Linked DNA regions of Bicyclus anynana: region 2 is linked to region 1. The links are chromatin contacts, called in public Hi-C maps. All regions are on one chromosome and are shown on one strand. The core of a region is the stretch at or near the end of the contact, and the rest is flanking DNA. Distances in the headings are between cores, read along the strand shown.

Region 1 (3,869 bases), core at 829-3,328:
ACAACTATCTATTGTAGTCCATACAAGGAAGTGGTTTATGGGATAGCCAGCCAATAAGACGTGGCTGATATATCGGGAGCTCATCATTATCTAACGTTAGCAACTTTGTCTGTGTGTAACTATAGAACCTACGTATATGTTTACAACTGACAGGTAGGTAACTATATGAGACGTAGCTCATATAGTGTACTGTGTTGACAGAGAACCCACATTTATTACTAGCGGACGCCCGCGATTCCGTTCGCGTATGGGAAGATAAACCACTTCGTAACGTAACGCGTTACTACGACACTCTGTCTGGCTTCCCTTTCTCAAACGCATACGGCAGCAGGTTTAAGTTATCAGACGCACACGTTATTTTTACATATCTTGCGGGTACCATGAAATATTTCCGGATATATATAAATGCATATATTCTGCTGCAAAATCCAATTTATCTCTATATCGAATTTCATCCAAAACAGTTCAGTGATTTAGCTGTGAAAATGTAACAGGAAATATGGATTAAAGTATTATTAAATTAAAAAAAAAAAAACGAGTGTGTGTTATTAAATTAAAAAAAATAACCACATGACTAAAGTATAACTTCTTCTTCCCTCTCAATGTCCGTTTGCCACGCCAGATTACATTTTTCGTAACGCATTCACCAGCTTATCACCAAAGTCAAGCGTGCGTAAAGAAATTTAACGAAACGTGAAGCACAAGCAGTAGGTACCTGAGCACGATCATGAGCAAGGGCATCTGAGTGACGGCGACGATGAAGGTCATGAAGAACAGCAGCACGAGGAAGGGGAAGATGGTGGTGCAGGGCGGGTTGCAGGGCCCGGCCGTGGCCACCGGCACCACCGTCACCTCGCTGTACTCGCGCGCCGCGCCCGCCGTCAGCGCCGACGCCGACGCGCCGCCCACGCCCATCCCCACGCCCACGCCCACCGCCTCGCGGCTGTTCTCGTGCACGCCTGCAAGGAACGACGGTTCTTAATCGCCTTCTTAATAACTTAATATACAGGGTGGTCGGGAGTATTTCCCATAACTTCAAGGTTTTGACGTGTCCACTTATAGGAGCCGAATCGCTTAACTAATATTTTTTCAACTAAAAAATTAAAACTTTTTATGTTTTCATATAATGTGATTCAAATAATTCCGACTACTCAAGTAACACACTCCTATATTTTACTATTACGTCATAATTATATGCGTGTAGGATAGGAATAGAATGCGTATAAGGGACAAATTTTAAGACTCATTTACAAAAGGAATATTATTTACCCCGAATATATTAATTTTAGAACACATCTTCCTTGAACAATGAACATTTTTAATTAATTTTCGGTATAGAACCCCAGAGTTCTAGGACCCACCCTGTTTAAATGCGAAAAGTCACTTAACACGAAACATCGAATACCGCTTGGCAGGAGATAGTTAATAGTTAGTACGTGTTCGCCAAGAATGGATTTTGCGATAGGGATTAATTAAGGAAATCTAAGAGCGGGGGAAGTCGCACTAAAAAATTGTCAAAACTAATTTCTTGATCTCATTATTAGATACCACGATTTCAAACATCCTTTAAGGAAAAGGTCTCTCCATTTTCTAAGACTCGAAGAATCGAGTTAGCAAACCGTTTTTAGCCTTTTTTAAAAAAAAGGTCTCTTCATTTTTACCACATAAATTTGTTATTTCCAAAAAACCTTCCTTTAGCTTACAAGGTAAGACTTCGAAGAATCGAGTTGGCGAACCGTTTTTAGCTTTTTTTTGTAAATGTTAATCTGTCAAATTAATCAGATTCACATTAATGCAGAGCAAGTTATGGTATTTTTACCCACGGGGCGGTTGCCCCGCTATTCGCGGCTAGCATCGGTTGTGGTAACGGGGCAAGGGGTGTCAAGAATGTCGACCACCCACGGACCGAGGACATCAAGCGGCATGCAAGGAGCCTGCATACGTCTGGCGGTTTGAGACCGTTATGTTTGGAAGTCCATGCAAGAGGCCCATGACTTTGAGAGTATGTATAGATAGTTCCCCACTCACAGGCGCAGTTGGTGAAGTTGGAGCGCGGCGAGGAGAAGGCGGCGCAGCCGGCGTGGCACGGCGAGAAGTACGTGAGGCCGTTGTTGCCGCACACGGGCTCCATGTCCGTCTCCGTGCACAGGCAGTTGAAGTTGCACGCCGCGGTCAGGTTCACTTTGAACGGCTCAACGTTACTGTGTAAAAAATACATTCCAATTTAAATATCCGTCTTTTACGAGAACGATTAGATAATATGTAATAGGTAAAAAGTGCACTATAAAATAACTTTAAGTAGTTTAAAAAAACCCCTTTTTAGCACGCACAAAAAAAAGTTATAAATATTGGATTTAAGTCACGTGACTATTTTTATCGTATTCCGACAACAAACCCTTTCATTTGATATCCATATCATAAGGGTGGATTTCAAACAGCCAGTCCGCCATCTTGGGGAGGCAGCCATATTGGATTTGCAATGACGTTTCTCAGCTAGTCATGTGTTATCATCAGAACTCAGAGCGTGTGCAAAATTTCATCCTAATCGAAGACCGGGAAGTGGGTCAAATTAAGATTCCAAGTTTTTCTTACATTCATAGTTACAAGTGAAGCTAATACAAAGCGTGTAATTAAAAAGAGGTGTGCTTTTGACTATACGACTGAAGTAATTTTTTTTCTAAAATAACATAGCGCCAACTATGAGCCTCAGGCGTAACTGCATCGTGCAAAAGGTTCATAAAGTCTACAAAAAGGGATTGTTTCAAAGTTCTATAAAAACGCCATCTACTGGTAGGTTAAAATAACAAACACTGTTTCACTATGCCTGTAGACTCACCAGTTTGATATCAAAGAAATGTCTGACCTGTTATTCGTGTAAGGTATCGTGGTGCCGGCCATTTTGATGTTGTCGCAGCCGAGGAAGAACAGAAGCGCGTAGCACGAGAGACAGATCGTGTTGGAGATGAGCACGAACTGTACGGCGCCCTTGGGCCGCAGCTCCAGCCGCTTGAGCAGGCACCCGCCCATGAAGATGCCGATACACGCGCCGGGAATGGCTATCGAACCTACAACACAAACAGAACGATTGTATGGAATAGTTGGTATCATTATCAACCCATATTCGGCTCACTGCTGAGCTCCAATCTCAGAATGAGAGGGGTTAAGCCAATAGTCCACCACGCTGGCCCAATGCGGATTGGCAGACTTCACACACGCAGAGAATTAAGAAAATTCTCTGGTATGCAGGTTTCCTCACGATGTTTTCCTTCACCGTTTAAGACACGTGATATTTAATTGATTGACCTGATTCAAACCTACACCCTCCAGAATCGGAGGCAGTGGTCATATCCACTGGGTTACCACAGCTTTCTATAGTTGGTGTATGATACAGTTAATCAAAGGATAAGTAAACAATGTATTGGGTACTTAGTTCCAATAAATTCTGGCTAATTTTGTGGGCTGTTCTCGGATCAAAGCGCGTAACGAATCAACCCCTTGTAACATTAATTTTAAATTTTCGACATTACTTATAACATCATTATTCATTACGTAGCCAGACCTTCCAACAGTGTTTGTAAAGTAAACCTACTTGAAATATTTTGCCTTTGAATGCACAAACCCCAAGACGATTGCAAAGGATAGCACATTGGAATTCATAATAATCTATACTAATATTATAAAGCTGAAGAGTTTGTTTGTTTGTTTGTTTGTTTGATTGAACGCGCTAATCTCAGAAACTACTGGTCCGATTTGAAAAATTCTTTCAGTGTTAGATAGCCCATTTATCGAGGAAGGCTATAGGCTATATATTATCCCCATATTCTTACGGGAACGGGAACCACGCGGGTGAAACCGCGCGATGTCAGCTA
Region 2 (3,838 bases), core at 352-2,851, 64 kb after region 1:
TTAGCATAAGCGACCAAGGCTTGTGCTAATTGAGTGACTGATGTCACAAGCAAGAAACTCTGTAAAACCCTCAGAGCATTAATTCATTACTTTTGCTCACATACCTAGGTGTTAGAAAAATAATTGTACACATCTGATAATATTACTAAATTTTATACTTTGACTAATAATACTTGCTAATGAAATAAAATTAACCACAATGCAACTACCAGTTTTAATTTAATGTGTCAAATGACAATTTAAATTATACTTTGCTTGCTTGCTATAAGAAGGAATAGAAAGCAGAAGAGTGGACTATTAGCCTAATTCCTCTCATTCTGAGATTTGAACGGTGAACCAAATATGGATTGTTAATAATGGTAGTGGAGTGGAAATTTAGATATCACAAAAAAAATTGTTGTCAAACAATCAGAATAATCAAAAGTCTATACCTTATTGTCATGTTTTAAGTATGTAATTTTATGGTTATTTGTACTAAGGTTTGATTGACCTTATAGACTATTTAAATAGAAAATGGAGTTCCTGGTGTGTAAGAACTTAAAAGTAAATGTTAGTTTGCCAGTTTAGTACAACTACGACCTTAACATTACCATTTGTGTATAGAATGTATTGCAGATAGTGTTACTTTCTAAAACTAGATCATAGTGCTAAATTTTCATAATTACATGAACGCTATGTCGTCATAATATTATAAGCAACATAATTGTGCTTGTGTTATTATGCTTTATTCTGCATCTCTTTTGTTATTACTGAGATAGATAAAATAATTATTACTGTGTAATTGAGAAATATTTATCACATCGATAATTGTGTAACATGATCCCAATTTACAGTTTTTATAACAATAATAAAATGATTTTTTTTCATTACATTGACCAAAATTGTGACCTCGGCTGCTATGACATTTGTGTTGCATTTTTTACAGATATGTAGGTCGTTTGTTTCATATTTCCAACGAATAAGTTACAAAACAATCTAGACTAAAAAAAATGTTTTGCGTACTTACATTCAACGCTGTTAGAATAGATTCCTTGCGTAGTGCGTACAGTTAACAAAACCAAACCTCTTTGTGACCGAAACAATTAAAATGGCACAGTTATTAAAACAAACAAACAAAAATTAGAAGAACATTTGTTTGATGCACTTAATCAGATGAAAAATACAGTATCTGTTCGTTTAAAATTAAAATATTTCAACAAATATTGAAGACTTTCTAGAATCAACACTACACAACACACTGCAAAATCTCACTGACTGACAAAATCACAAAGTGTCAAAGACAATTTGACAATTACTCATAATCTATGCTTTGCAGTTCGCTGACTGACACTATTCTATAGTCTCTGGACTGTAGACATAAACGTAAACATAGCTGCACAAAAACAAAACAAACGGTCACGAGAGAACAGCTGTTGTTGTTTACTGCCATCTAGTATAAAATGCAACAAACTCTAAATAAGTGTTTATGTTATTTTACTCTAGGTGGTGTAAGTAAAGACAACCCAAGTGACGACATCTGTAGTATAAGCCGTATATTTTCTCACCCTCACGTTTCTCTGGAGTTTGTTTATAAAGCGTTTGTCAGATGGCGCTATAACATTATAAAATGGTTGGTTTAGTTCGTCTGCCAAACCTAGGTTTGTTTTGTCGTCTTTCTGTTCCTATCCGACGAAAAAACGGAGAGAGAAGGCAATTCGACTCAAATATTACAGTGTATTCGACTCTTATATTTCTACTGAGTGGTTCAATTATGACAAACCTTTTTTTATTGGAAAGGGTATATTTGGAATTTGGTTCTACATAAATTTGGAAAAACAAAGTTCAACCCTAAGCGTAAGAAAACAGGGGATGATTCATTGTTTACCCATTAATCGTAAAGTAAAACCACGCATATATTTCACATGTTTTACAGAAAACGAGGTCCCCGATTTCTTAAGTCATCCGGACTTAGGATTCATTCACAGTCACGGAAGCGACAGGACTGATAAACTCAGGCCAAAACGCCCCTCGGGAACGACCCTCAAGCCGAGGTCCAAGTCTCAGAATCAAAAGACGCAAGAGTCGGTCCGCCCATCTCTTCTGCTTCTGCCTGTGGGGCTTATAACTTACAGGGCCAACATGCAGAAGCATAACGCGATGATTCTGCGCCCGACGGACACATCGGTTACATAGATCATCATAAGGTCTTCTTCTAGCTGAAGTTTGGACCCGCATTCTGAATTAGCCATACTTAAGCACAGTATCATCCGGTTACATAGAGGGCCCTATCTACGGCACTTACACAATCAGAAAGAAAATCTCTGATTTTTCAAGCGGCATAATTATAGCAAAAAACGTGTTATTCCGTCCAGTAGATCCTGAAATTAGCAGGAATGGACCTAGTAGCTATACGTATGAAAATACGTATAGCTACTAGGTATACTCTTCTTTTATCATACAAACCAATGGTCGTTGATACAAATCATTTCTTGGAAGGGTTAATCATTGATGTACCTACTCGTAGGATATGTCTCTCTGTTTAATAGAGACACTGATGTTGTTCTTTTATTATAAGTGCCTATATACACTAATATTCTAAGGTAAAGTTTGTGGTGTTAAAGGAGGTAATCTCTGGAACATACTGCATCGATTTTTAATACTACTAGTCACGCTATTTGTAAGTGGCATAGGATATAATTATTTTATCCCCGTATTTTCACGGGAACGGGAACTACGCGGGTGATACCGCGGGGCGTCGGCTAGTTAGATAGTAATAATATGAATGATGAACAGGGATATAGAACAATAGACGAGTAATTTCCTTACTGCTTAATTTACAATTTTATGTGTAACATTATGTAGATAAGTAACGAAATATTCTTATATTTTCTCGGAGCATTTTATTTCGTTTAGTACGTGTACTATTCTCTGCCAGTAACACAGTATACGCAATTTGTTAAACATACTGTAAGGTCTCTATCACACAAGCCATATTTTGCGCTTGGACTTACTAGGTAGGGTATCGATGAATTAATTAAAAAATACTAATAATACTTATTATAAATGCGAAAATAAATCTGTTCGGCTGTTTCACTTTTCACGGCTAACCAACAGAACCAATTTTGATGAATTTTGGATTAGGCTACTTTTAATCCGGATCACAGCCGGACACGGAAATCGTGCGGGATATGTGACTAACGGAGTTTTTATAATACTAGCTGCGACCTGCAGTGTTATCTGCGAAAAGTAGCTTACGTGTTAATCCAGGTAATCTATCTCAATTCTAAAATTCATCTAATTCGGTTAGTAAGTAGATAGTCACGACGTAAAAGGGTAACAAACATTCATACTACATCAGTTTTTCGTAAATCTCGCAAATACCATGGATTTTTCGGGATAAAAATAGCCTTTGCGTTAATCTACGGTATAATGTATCTCCGTTTTAAATTTCAACCAAATCGATTCAGTAGTTGCAGAGTTCAGTAGGTGCTCTAGATATAAGTACTTAAGTACACTACACCTTAGAGCGGTGAGTGATGTAGGTACATATTTTACATGTCCATGTAGAGTCCAGTGGATATGACCTCTGGCTTCGATTCGGAGGGTTTCGGTTCGAATCCGGTCAGGGGCATGCACCTCTAACTTTTCAGTTAATATGTGTATTTTAAGAAATTGATTATATCTGAAATGGTGAAGGAAAAACATTGTGAGGAAACCTGCATACCTGAGAATTTTCTTAATTCTCTACGTGTATGAAGTCTGCCAATACGCAGCGTGGTGGTCTTAGGCCTAGTCACTCTCATTCGGAGAGGAGACTCGTGCTCAACAGCAAAATATGGGTTGTCAATGATGATGATTT

What was found. Hi-C and Micro-C count contacts between places; a contact is called where the count stands out from the background.
Region 2: a Hi-C map of whole larva shows a contact between it and region 1, with 3 times the contacts expected there. The contact joins the promoter of LOC112043018 here to the enhancer-like site in region 1. A contact is called at or near these places in 2 of 2 Hi-C or Micro-C datasets (whole body and whole larva).

The regions. Positions count from the first base shown.
Region 1 is chr1:13,054,208-13,058,076 of ilBicAnyn1.1, forward strand. LOC112043018 (solute carrier organic anion transporter family member 5A1) reads right to left here. Exons shown (of 17, transcript XM_052882658.1): 12 at 2,864-3,065; 13 at 2,029-2,201; 14 at 716-959. Among protein-coding and RNA genes, the nearest start is that of LOC112043023, 12 kb to the left of the region's middle. Within about 2 kb of position 2,079, at least 8 of the 8 cell types and tissues checked have open chromatin away from gene starts, as enhancers often do.
Region 2 is chr1:13,118,210-13,122,047 of ilBicAnyn1.1, forward strand. It overlaps LOC112043018 (solute carrier organic anion transporter family member 5A1), which reads right to left and starts at 1,602. Exons shown (of 17, transcript XM_052882658.1): 1 at 1,007-1,602.